Linked DNA regions of Mus musculus: region 1 is linked to region 2. Evidence: chromatin contacts called from public HiChIP or PLAC-seq data. All regions are on one chromosome and are shown on one strand. The core of a region is the stretch at or near the end of the contact, and the rest is flanking DNA. Distances in the headings are between cores, read along the strand shown. Region 1 has its middle 13 kb from the start of Gm51894. Region 2 overlaps Sec24a (Sec24 related gene family, member A (S. cerevisiae)).

Evidence for each region. HiChIP or PLAC-seq counts read pairs in DNA pulled down with a chosen protein or histone mark.
Region 1: a contact with region 2 is called in an H3K27ac HiChIP or PLAC-seq map of embryonic stem cells, with 2.7 times the contacts expected there. The contact joins two enhancer-like sites. A contact is called at or near these places in 2 of 484 Hi-C or Micro-C datasets (the N1E-115 cell line and pro-B cells) and 1 of 115 datasets of contacts at active chromatin or transcription factors (embryonic stem cells).

Annotation. Positions count from the first base shown.
Region 1 is chr11:52,342,130-52,348,950 of GRCm38.p6, forward strand. No RefSeq gene overlaps it. Among named protein-coding and RNA genes, the nearest start is that of Gm51894, 13 kb to the right of the region's middle. Within about 2 kb of position 4,667, at least 125 of the 459 cell types and tissues checked have an H3K27ac peak or open chromatin away from gene starts, as enhancers often do. A contact at or near this core is called in embryonic stem cells, where this site is marked.
Region 2 is chr11:51,701,697-51,707,885 of GRCm38.p6, forward strand. Sec24a (Sec24 related gene family, member A (S. cerevisiae)) reads right to left here. Exons shown (of 23, transcript NM_175255.3): 18 at 5,432-5,607; 19 at 2,580-2,717. Among named protein-coding and RNA genes, the nearest start is that of 0610009B22Rik, 16 kb to the left of the region's middle. Within about 2 kb of position 2,130, at least 31 of the 459 cell types and tissues checked have an H3K27ac peak or open chromatin away from gene starts, as enhancers often do. A contact at or near this core is called in embryonic stem cells, where this site is marked.

The sequences.
Region 1 (6,821 bases), core at 3,417-5,916, 640 kb after region 2:
ACTCATGGGGATCCTCCTGCCTCAGCCTCCCCAGTATTAGTGTTAGGCATAAGTCTGCCCAATGGTTCATGCTCAGCTCAAGTCAGTGTTTTGGCGTGTGTGTGTGTGTGTGTGTGTGTGTGTGTGTGTGTGTGTGTGTCCTTAATTCTTATTGTGAAAGAGACATAGCTCGTTTGGGCAAGATACACAGCCTTGTTTTGCACATTATATAGAGAGGCTCCCAGGCCTCCCTGCTGAGTCCTTGGCCAGTTAAAGTAAAGCAGGCAGAAGCCTCCTGAGGACCCATTTCTCACTTTGGAGATGTCATAGTGAACTCTGGGTGCTGCCGTCAGAGAAGACATCTCATTGATGAGCAAAAGATAATATGGAGAGCCCAACCTGGGCCTTTTTGGGGGTTCCCCTGGCACTGGAAGGGCTGTGATGACACCATTTGCTTTCCCCCTGGCTGTCGTAGGTGTGTGGGCAGGTGCTTTGGGAGGAGGGGGCTCTGCAGCACATCCGCCCACCCCACTGATTCCACAGGAGCAGAATTGAAAACACCCCTGAGTGGACATCTTGGTAAAGCCACGAGTGAACAGCGAGTGGGGGCGTACACCTGTAATCCCAACACTTGGGAGGTAGAGGCAGAGGCAGGTGCTTCTCTGTGAGTTGGAGGCCAGCCTGGTCTACAGAGTGAGTCCCAGGACAGCTAGGACTACCCAGAGAAACACTGTTTCAAAAAACAAAAACAAAAACAAAAACAAAAGCAAAAAGTCACAAGTGGAGCCAACCAGGTGTCTATGGTGCACAGCTGTAATCCCAAAACTTGGGAGATAGAGGCAGTCGGATCAGGAATTCAAAATCAGGAGGTCAGCGTGCAATACACGAGACACTAACTCATAAAAAGCCAAATAGGATGACGGGATGTCAGCAAGAAAAGGGGCTTGTCCCACAAGCCTGGTGACCCGTGTTCCATCCCCCCAAACCATGCAAAGGTGGGAGGGGAAAATTGACTTTAGAAATTCCTCCGTCTTCCGCAGGAGTTCTCCATGCCCCCTCCTCCTCCCCTCCCTCTCCCTCTCCTCCCCTCCCCCCCCCATAGTAGTTATAAAATTCTTAAAAAGCTAAACAAACAAACAACCCACCTCAGTGGCCAGAGGCTAGTGAGGACTCCCAGGTTCACCCTCTCTCTTACCGTTTGGGCACCAGGAAGAAGAAATCCCTTCTCTTTGGTCATCTTCTAGCGCCACCTGGTGGCCAACTTTTCAAATAGCAACGGCGCTTTCAATAGACTTGGTCAGAGGGAGCTTCAACAAATGCAGTCAAGGCAAAAATGGTCTTTGGGGCAAGGGCCAGCTATGGTAGCGCTTCCCCCAGATGATTTCAACATGAGCCAGGGTGGAGAGTCGCTATGATACCATAGGTAGGTTTTTTGTTTCTCTAAACACCAGCAAGGAAGGGTGAGTGCGATGGATGGGAGACACCCCAGGCGCCTTCCACAGAGCTTTACTTCGCTGGTGTGGAATCTCCCTTCATTGCTAAGGGCTCAGAGGCCTTCAAACCAGTGGACAGTGACCACCGGAATGGAGCACCGCGCAGATCACCCACGGAGCCCATGATAGACCCTCACATCATTGTCTGTGCTGTTTCACTAATTCCCAGTTTTCATTCAGAGCCTTTATTAATTTATTTTATGTCTTTATTTTTGGGCTAATATCTTGTCCTGTTATTTAACGTGGTGTGTGTGTGTGTGTGTGTGTGTGTGTGTGTGTTAGTCACACGTGAGCATGAGCACATTTGCCCTGGCATAGATGTGAAGGGTCAGGAATCAGCCCTGTCCTACAGTGTGTTCTGGGGATTGACCTCAGGCCCTCAGGCTTCTGTGGCAAGCACTTTACCCACTGGGCCGTCCTGTCAGCCTTACTTTGAGCCAGGGTCTCTACTGAATCTGGAGCTTATCGGTTCAAGACCAGCATATCTTTCAGAGAATACAATTTAATTTACTATGTATAACATAGTTAAGTTGCTGGCCCCAAATATCCTTCTGAAAAACAAATGTCCTAGTATCTGGTACTTTTTATCTTTATTTTTCTTTTCTTTTTTTCTTTCTCTTTTTTTTTGTTTATTTTTGTTTATTTTTTGTGGATTTTGTTGTCATTTTGTTTTGGAGAAAGAGTTTCTCTGTAACAGCCCTTGCTGTCCTGGAACTCTATGGACTAGGCTGGCCTTGAACTCACAGAGCTGCCCCCTCACCCCATGGCGTTCTGATATAAAACAAATGTGCCACCATGCCCGGCCCTTGTGGGTTTTTTTTGTTTTGTTTTTGTTTTTGTTTTTGAGGCAGTGGTCTCACCACGTATCTCTGGCTGTCCTGGAATTCACTCTGTAGATCAAGCTTGCCTCACTCACAGAGATCTGCCTTCCTCTGCCTCTGCCTCCCCAGAGCTGGAATTAAAGGTGTACACCACTAGCAGTGGCTAGCTAGAATATTGTTATTTTTATGTTTTAGTTATTTGTTTGTCTGCTTATATATTTGGTGGTGGTGGGAGGGTTTGGGTCTACATGAATATGAAAATCAGAGGACATTTGGGACCCACCCTTTGGATTCCAAGGAGTAAGCTGATCCCAGCTGTCAAGCTTGACAGGAAGCATCCCTACCCACTAAGCCACCCCACCACCCCTACATTTGTTTCTTTATGCTGCTCTGAATTAGCACACATTTGGTGGTCCAAAGAAACACCATTTTGAGTCAGGAGTGTTGGTACACACCTAGAATCCCAACCCTTTCGAGACAGGAGCAAGAGGATGACCAAGGCCGCTCCGGGCCACATTAAGTATGAGGCCATCCACGCCTATAGCCTGAGACCCTGTCTCAACAAGACCAAACAATATTTACAGTGCTGGCAGCCAGAAACCTAAAATGGCTTCCCTGGGTAGGCACAAAAGTGTCGTCAGGCAGGCTTCCTCCCTGGCTCTCAGGGATATCCTTATGTTTGTCTTCTTCAGCCTGAGGAGTTATGGTTCCTGCCATGTAGCCTCTTCCTCCAACTTCAAAGCCAGCAGGTGACGTCTTCTCTTGTCACTGGAGCTTCTTCAGAGCAGGCGCTCCTGTCTCCCTGTGTGAGGACACAGATGAGTAGACACGGGGGCGGTCCCATGAGATAAGGAATTCCTATTGCCTCTGGGTGAGGGGGTAGCACACACTTTTAATCCCAGCACTGGAGAGGCAGAAGCAGGTGGATCTCTGGAGGCTCCTGGTCTACAGAGCGAGTTCCAGGACAGTCAGAGCTACATAGAGAAGCCCTGTCCCAAGGAATCCAAAGAAGAATTCCCATTGCCTCCATGTGGTCTATCACATGCAACACATCGATCCCCTATCCATAGTGATGTAGTGCAGGCACACCCACTGAACTGCTAGTAACGGAAAAATAGAACGCACGGGGTGCTGGAGAGATAGCTCAGTGGTTAGGAGTGCTTGCTGCACGTGCAGAGAGCAGAGCTTGGCTTCCAGAACCCATATCTCTGGCCCCACACTCCATCATGGCTGTTAAAGTCGATCTCTGTCTGTGCCATTCTATCTTAGTCTCTCAGTTGTCCCCAAGACCATACTTCTCACTTCACAGAGACATCATCTCTCTCTGAAGCCTGATCTCCTGGAAGGAAGGCAAGGACTTTGGCATGCCTGGTCCCTCCAAGGTCCGGCACAGAGGCCTGCCCATGCCCCCCCCCCCCAGCATTATCCCTTGATTGGCTTCAGGAAGGTAAGGTTTATTCTGGTTTGAGGGTACTCCGTTGTGGTGGGGAAGGCTTGGGGGCAGGAGTGTGTGGATTCTAGTCACACTGCATCTGCGGGTAGGAGATGGGAAGGGGTGCCAGTGGTCGGTTTGCTCTTTCCTTTCCTCCTGTTTGATTCAGTCTTGCCCTCCCCCCCCCCCCCCGCGTCCCTGCCCCCAGTCATGGGATGGTACCGCCTACATCCAGGGTCTTCCCTCCTCTGTGCAACCGCCACACACGGGTGTGTTTCCTAGGTGATTCCAAACCCAGGCAGGTTGACAATGAAGATTAATTATGACAGCCTCCTACACCCAACCTGTGAAGATCAAAAATACCTCAAGAGGTTGCTAAAATGCTCCCCAGAAGCAAGGACTGAATCTCCTTTGGGATCGGGTCAGAGAGCCATCAGAACACGCTATTGGGGATGAAAGGCAACCCTAATCGTTTTCTTACTGGCCCCACTTTCCTCATCAGGAAAAAAGTGCACTGATGCCTGCAGGAAAATGAATTTTCTTCAAGAGATCACACAGGCTTCCAAGCAAGCAACCTGGGGTGGTGCTGCCACCTCTTGGTGAGTGGGTGGAAGTACATCCGTGGGCGTGGTTGGCAAGCTATTGCTACCTAGTAAGAGCCTCTCTATCTCTGCCAGGGAGCCCAAGTAAAGGCCAGGCAGAGTGGACAGAAATAGAGGAGTCAGCAAACACAGGGAATTTTATATCAATCAGTGGTGTTGAGAAGAAACCTGGTCTAGGTTCAATTCGCCCCTTTTCCTGTATCATTATGTATCTCCGACAAGAAAAGGACACCAAGAGCGATTTGCCCCACAATAGCTGCCCTTGACTAGATTGGTGGGCGTCCCAGAGGCTGTCCCCTCCCCCAAGATTGGCCTCTGTGGAAATCAGGAGGGTGGCGCAGCCAATGGTCGCACCTAGATCCGCCATCTTCCCCAGAGGCCACGCCTCCTCCGCCCTTTCCCCAGTTACAGCTAGAAACTCAGCTTCAGTCCGTGAAGTCTACGATTTCCACTTCATCTAATTCATTTGACCCACTGCCACCTTCATCTTAAGCCCGGCTTCCCTGGGACTGTACTTTAGTCTTCCATGACTCTGGCTGCAGTGTTCATGGGGCTGTATTCAGCTGTGTTTGGCTACGCCTAGAATCTTCTATGAGACTGCTACAGATTACATTCCTGTAGCATTCCTCTTTGGAGGAAAATGGGGTGAAGACGCTGCTAGGGGCCTTTCTCAGCTTCTTTTTAATTTTGATTTTCTTCTTCCTCTTCCTCTTCCTCTTCCTCCTCCTCCTCCTCCTCCTCCTCTTCTTCTTCTTCTTCTTCTTCTTCTTCTTCTTCTTCTTCTTCTTCTTCATGTATTTATTTATTATATGCAAGTACACTGTAGCTGTCTTCAGACATACCAGAAGAGGGCATCAGATCTCATTACAGATGGTTGTGAGCCACCATGTGGTTGCTAGGATTTGAACTCAGGATCTTCAGATGAGCAGTTGGTGCTCTTAACCTTAACCTCTGAGCCATCTCTCCAGCCCTTTTTTCTTCTTCTTAAACATAGTCTCATTGCATAACACTGACTGGGCTAGAACTTGCCATGTAGACCAGGCTAGCCTCAAACTCAGAGATCCAACTGCCTCTGTCTCCTGAGTGCTGGGTTTAAATGTGGGTCCAGTCAGTCTTCATTTTTGTTTTGTTTCGCTTTGCTTTTATGAGAAAATATCTCACGTGGTCCAGACTTCAACCTTTCTCTGACCTTGAACTCCTGATCATCCTTCCTGTACTCCAGAGTGCCTGGGTCACAGGCATGTGACACTGTGGCCAGTCTTTACATGCTATTTCTACGGCATTTTGAGCAAAGTCTATCTAATCCTTTGATTATTAGTTTTGCAAGGGCAGCGGCGGCACCCGATTCTCCCATATCCTGTTCTGGCTCAGTTCTTAGTGCTGGGGAGCAAGACTTTCAGTGGAAGCTGAGTGAGCGAGGGACATCTGAGGGAGAGGGACAGGACAGAAGCTGAGAGATGTCCGGGCATAGGTGTGCTTCCTCCTACCATGCAGGTCCCAGACCCTGAAGAAGGTACAGGGCTGTGGTGGTTTAAATGGGAATGGCTGCCAACAAGGGTGAGCACACACACACACACACACACACACACACACACACCTGCACATATGCCCCTGCACACACACTAAATTGTTGAGGTTTGGTTTTGGTATGTATTGTAATACTAAATACTGGTTCCCAGGGACAAGAGAATCTGCACACACATAAGAGATACCATGTAATCTTGCTCCCCAAGTTATCCCTGATTGGTGAATAAAGATGCCTACAGCCTATAACTGGACAGAAGAAAGATAGGTGGGGTTTGGGTTCCCGGGCTTGGAGTCTGAGGAGAGACCACAAGGAGGGAGTCTTAGATGGAGAGAGGGAAGATACTATGGGATAAATGAGTCATGAAAATATGGCCTTGAGGGCTGGCCAACTGGAGTTAAGAGCAGCCCAGATGGAACATGACAAGTTATAACTCGGGGTTATTGACAGGGAAGTAGATATAAAAGCTTAAAGGGTAGATATTTGCCCAGCTGTAGTGCATTAAGGGCTTATTATAAATATAAAGGTTGTGTGTCGGGGGCTGGAGAGATGGCTCAGCGGTTAAGAGCACTGACTGCTCTTCCAGAGGTCCTGAGTTCTATTCCCAGTAACCACATGGTGGCTCACAACCATCTGTAATGGGATCCAATGTCCTCTTCTGCTGTGTCTGACAGCTACAGTGTACTCATATAAATAAAATAAATACATCTTAAAAAAAAAAAAAAAGGTTGTGTGTCTTTTATCTGGGAACTGAATGATCACAGGCAGGGTAGGAACCCCCAGTTGAGATTGAATACTTACTACAACACTAAATATTTAGAAATACTAATTTATTTTTATCTTATATGCCTGAACATCTTGCCTGCATGTACATAAATGCCCCATGTGTGCACCTAGTCCCTGAAGAGGCCAGAAGAGGGCGCCAGATCTCCTGGAACTGGGGTGTAGATGGTTGTGAGTCACCATGTG
Region 2 (6,189 bases), core at 880-3,379:
TCAGTTATGCATAATAAACATGGAATATTATGTATATTAAACAAAGCCACATGACTCTAATAATTAAAATTAAATTCTGATCATATTTATTTCTTAGTTGTATAGCTAGAAGTTAATGGCAGGTGTTTTCTGTCACTTGCCACCTTATTCTTTGAGACAAGCTCTCAATGAACCTGGAGCTTGTTGACTCAGTTACCTGGCTGGCCAGCAGGTCCCTGGGCTTCCCCAGTGCTGGGGTTACAGATCCATAGTGTCATATTCTGGGAACTAACTCAGGTCCTCATGCTTGTGCAGCGAAGCACTTTACCCACAGATCATCTCTCCAGCCCATTCCCATCTTTAGTTTTTTGAGACCAGATCTTTAGGTACAGGCTGGTTGCCAGCTCCCTGTGTAGCTAAAGATAACTCTGAATTTCTTTTCTGATCCTCCTGCCTCCATATTCCAAGAGTTGACAATGTAGGTATGAACCACCATGCAAGGTTAATGCCAGGGTGAAGAGTGGACCCAGGCTTCATGCATGCTAAGCAAGCATTCTACCAACTGGGCTGTTACATTCTTTAAAGAGAGGGTTTCCTGTTAGCCAGGCAGGCCTGGAACTCCTGACCCACCTTGCAAGTGCTAGGATTATCGGTGCCATCAAGCTTGACTTTGGTTTTTCTTTTTTTTAGATTTATTTATTTATTATATGTGAGTACACTGTAGCTGTCTTCAGACACACCAGAAGAGGGCGTCAGATCTCGTTACGGATGGTTGTGAGCCACCATGTGGTTGCTGGGATTTGAACTCTGGACCTTTGGAAGAGCAGTCGGGTACTCTTACCCACTGAGCCATCTCACCAGCCCCTTGACTTTGGTTTTTAAAAATTAAATTGAAAAATATAATATATAGTGAACAGATAAGTGACATTAGTGAAATACAACTAATAATAGATTAATCAAGTCTCTCTCCTTTTTTCTTTCCTCCTCCTCTTCTTCCTCCTCTTCTTCCTCCTCTTCTTCCTCCTTTTCTTCTTCCTCTTCCTCTTCTTAGAGTTTTTGAATTTTGTTTCTGAGGCAGGGACTGATTTCAAACTCATGAGCTCAAGTGATCCTCTTGTTTTAGCCAAAGTTGTTTGAACTATAGGAATAAGCCATTTAGGTATAGCCCAGGAAACTATAAAGTTAAACATTAGGAACAACTGGTAAGAGCCTTCTGTGCTGGCTATCTTATGTCCACTTGGCACAAGCTAGAGTCACCTGAGAAGAGAAAACTTTAACTGAGAAAATGCTCCCACCAGATTGGCATTTCCCTCAATTAGTGAGTAATGTGAGAAGAGCCCGTTGTGGGCAGTGCCCGGGGGTAGAATTTTTCCTGTCCAATTACATTAGAATATTAGTGCAGCAGGAAGCTTGTGATTGGACAGGGAAAAGGGAGGCAGAACAAAGAGTTGCAGGGACAGAGAGCAGATGAACAGGAAGATCCTGATCCCACGGGGGTGGGATTGGTTTTAAGTAGCCACAGGTAGTTATAAACATCATATAGGGATAGAATAATTGGGATAACTTGTCTGATCTAGGTGGGCAGCTTGTATCATTATCATTTGGCCCTGAAATTATTGTGTAGGCATCTTGTGAATTGAGAATTTATTGATATAAATAATAAATAAATCTTTTAAAAAAGGTCAGATATATGTAAGTACACTGTAGCTGTCTTCAGACACTTTTTCTTCTCTCTCCAGTCTTGCTTGCTCTGGCCCAGATTTCTTTCTTTATTATGTAAAGTACGCTGGCTGTAGCTGTCTTCAGACACCCCAGAAGAGGGCATCAGATTTCATCACAGATGATTGTGAGTCATCATGTGGTTGCTGGGACTTGAACTGGGGAGCTTTGGAAGCGCAGTCAGTGCTCTTAACTGCTGAGCCATCTCTCCAGCCCTCTAAATCTGACTTGTTAATTATAAGCTTCTAGAGTTTTGTTTCTACTGGGTTGCTGGGTGTTGAGGTGCTGACTGCTGGGTGGATGGTCGTTGCGGTGCGTTGCGTGTGGCTGGCATGGCAGCCAAGAGAAGGGAACACAGGAGCTCTGGTCCTGCTGGAGAGTGGGCGGATGAAGTGCAGGAGCTTGGTGGTTCTTTTTAAATATTTCCCGCAACAGCGCCCCCTATGGTCTGGTGGTCTTGGCTGTGTAAGAAGCCTGACTGAGTAAGCCATAGAGAAACCTGTACACAGCACCCTCCATGGCTTTTCCATCAGCTGCTGCCCTGCGTTCCTGCCCTAACTTCTTTGATGATGAACTCTATGCTAAAAGAAGCCCTTTCTTCCAAGTTGACTTTGGTCATGGTGTTTTCTCACAGCAATAGACACTCTGAGACACCTTGTATACTATATCTGTATCTTTAAATCTCAAATTAGAAAAAAAGAGAGTATGTCTTAGAAAACTTAAAGTTAATATTTTCAGGAATGTCCCTAACTATCAAAGTTTCTGTACATTTACCTAGGAAAAAACAAACAAGGATTTAGGTAACAAACTCATTTCTGTACAGAATATAATCAGGCTTCACGTTTTTCGGAAGAAGCCACAGAACAGGGAGTTGGTCTTACCTCATCTGAGAGGTTGTCAACTCTGTACAAACTGGGATGTGTTGTGAGCATGAGGTGAACCAATGGCTGGCTTTTCACTTGACACATGGCAAAAATTCGTTCATCTAGACGTATACTTGTCCCAGTCTGGAAAGATTTCTGCAATAAAACAACACCCCGCCTCCCAACATTAGAAAAAGAGTTTTGTAAATGTCAATTGCTAAAAGATTATCATTAGACAGAATTAGCAAATTTATCATAAATTATTTTATCTTTGAAGAAGTCATTACCCTGTAGCCTCATCTGGAAGTCTCAACTAGTCAATACCTGACCATTGCTAAGTCACCCGATCTCCTGGTGTCTGTTTCCTCACTGCTAGGCTAGGCCTAACTGCAGTGACTGTGATGGAGCTGAGAAGCCTGGGAAGGATGGTACCCTGGCGACAAGATAAAGGTACACATGGCATAGCAAGAAGACCCCAGCAAGTGTGCCACGTCTGCTGGATGGTAATTGTTTCTTCCACAACGAGAGACATTAAAACTCAATACAGCAGATCCCACGGCCTCTGAAGCAGGGTGGTACCACACATGAGGACAGTGGCAGAGCAGAGCTGAGGCTGGGACAGTTTTAGTGCTGTAGTAGCTGCACTCAGGCTGGCGGAGCTGTGAGGTGAGGGCTAGTGTCTCAGTTGGTGGAGAGGAATACAAGAGGCAGAGAACAATGAATATTCACAGACTGAATGTGACTAGAACGCCTTCTCCAGGCAGGTTCAGGTAAACTGAGGCATCTGCAGGAAGCAAGAGTGTTTAATAACAGCAGAGCCTCAGTCTGTCACATGTCACTCACTGATGGCTCTATGCCAGGTGCTCCTCTATGGTGACTTTGCCAAAGAACCCAGACCAGCTTTTATGCCCAGGTCACTAACTTGTGAGGCTCCCCTAGAACAAGGCTGCCCTGGAAAGAGTCTGGGCAATTTTGTTCAATGATGTCTCTCCCATCCCCCTACAACATGCAGCACACTGTAAGCACTCAGCATGTGTCGAAAGCTGGTGGTCTAGCTCATCGCACAGAGGCTTTTTGGCATACCACGAGAAAAATTTTAGTGAATTATTTCACCTGTTAGTATTAAATAAATAGGGCCTGGAGAGATAGCTCAGTGATCCAGAGCACTGGTTGGTCTTGCAGAAGACCCAAATTCAGTTCCCAACACCCACATAGTGGCTTACAACCATCTGTAACTCCAGTCCCAGAAGATCTGATGTTTTCTGGCCTCCACAAGCACTAGGCACACTTGCAAGCAAAACACACAGACACAGAAAGTAAAGTAAATTTAAAACAAAGTATAAAAAAAATAATCACTGCACTTTTTTTCCAAGACAGGGTTTCTCTGTGTATCCCTGGCTGTCCTGGAACTCACTCTGTAGACTAGGCTGGCCTCGAACTCAGAAATCCACCTGCCTCTGCCTCCTTAGTGCTGGGATTAAAGGCGTGCGGCTACCACGCCCGGCAATCACTATATCTTATAGGTGAAATAATGCACTTACATCTTTTTCACTTACTGTTATTACATACTAGGTGCTGTGATTAAATAATGAATAAAAAAAGACAAAACCTTCCCAGCACTCGGGAGGCAGAGGCAGGCGGATTTCTGAGTTCGAGGCCAGACTGGTCTACAAAGTGAGTCCCAGGACAGCCAGGGCTACACATAGAAACTCTGTCTCAAAAAACCAAAACCAAAAAAAAAAAAAAAAAAAGACAAAAACTTTTGTATTCATGGTTTACTTCCTGAAAAAGGAGAAATAAAGGTGAATATAAAAATACACTCAAGATTTAGAGGTAGGTGGATCTCTGTGAGTTCAAGATCAGCCTGGTCTACAAAGTGAGTTCTACAATGAGGGTTACACGGTAAGACCTTGTCTCAACAACAAAAAAAGGAAAAATAATAAATCAGCAAACTGTGGTCAGTGATAACTGACATAGAAAAAATGTAGGAGGCAAGAGGAACGAAGGTGTCGCAGTGCTGCATGATGGGAAGGGATGACAGTGCTGTATGTCTAACTTTGAGAGTGTGTGTGTGGGGGGGGCGGGAGGGAAAGATATCAAGGAAGGCAGACCATTAAAAAAGGCCTTTTTTTTTTTTTTTTTCCTTCGAGACAGGGTTTCTCTGTGTAGCCCTGGCTCTCCTGGAACTCACTTTGTAGACCAGGCTGGCCTTGAACTCAGAAATCCGCCTGCCTCTGCCTCCTGAGTGCTGGGATTAAAGGCGTGCGCCACCACCACCTGGCTAAAAAAGGCGTTCAAGAGAAGATCTTGGATTGTTAAATGTTAAAATTTAAATACTTAGGTAATTTCTGTGACTTAAGTAAAGAAGTTAGAACTGGGCTGGAAAGATGACTCAGCAGAAAGAGGCATTTGTGACCCCATACACACCACTCCCCACACACACTGTACATGTAGGATTCATCTTGTCTAAGTGGTCCCACTGTGCCCTGAGCAGTGCCTCTCCATCCCTCACACTCCCGGTGTCTAACGGCCGCCGTCACTCGGCTCTGAGTCTGTGTGTTCACTTTTAAGCTTCCAGTGTGAACGAGAACATGCAGCAGGTGCGTGGCTTCTCAGAGCAACACTACAACTTTCAGGTCTTTCTTTGGTTAGCATTTAAATTTGTGGTCACATCACTGAACTGTTGGTGAGTGAGGCACTTACATTAAATTAGTTATTCATAAATGTCTTTGGCTATAAATCCTTCCAATGCTCCTGTGAGAGACAGGGTTCCCAGTCTCAGAACATGGTCTAAAGCTACTTATACAATATTTAAGAGTTCAATAAAAAGCTTTTCAACATTCTTAGTGTGTCAGCCTGAGTTTTCTTACCTGTTTTAGGAGAGCCAACACAAAAAGTGGGAAAAGCCTCAAGGAGAAAGGAACCATGAGGCCTGGCTGCTGACCACTCAGGACTGAAGAGCGGTAAGCTGAGAGAGAGTCGATGACAGCGTTCACCAGAGCATCCCGGGCATCACTCAGGCTGGCAGTCACCGACCTGTCAACAGCTAGTGAGGTGAGGGCAGGACAAAAAGAGAGACAGGATACAGGCTTGGTGATTCATCTAGAAAGAACAGAAGAGATCATTCATTCACGCATGCACGCGCGCGGGCGCGCGCACACACATACACACACATACACACACATACACACACACACACACACACACACACACACACACACACACGCATGAGGATAGCTTGCGGGAATTGGTTCTCTTTCCATTATGTAAATTCAGGGGTTGAACTCAGGTAGTCAGCATGTTGGCAAATAACACCTTTACTTGTCAAGCTATCTTCCTGGCCCAATTAAAAAAAATTTTTTTTTGAGATAGGGTTTCTCTGAGTAACAGCTCTAGCTGTCCAGGATCAGGCTGGCATTAAATTCACAGAGACCTGCCTGCCTCTGCCCACAAGGTGCCCAGACATCCAGAGGCTCAGTGAAGTGTTTTCAGAGCAGACTTAAGCAAGGTTATGAATGAACACATCTGTTCCTAAAAGCTGTTAACGAAGCTGACCTTGAGATCAGGACAGAATAACGGCCCGAACCATATTTTGGCTATTTTGTGGTATGTATTTATATGAGGCAGT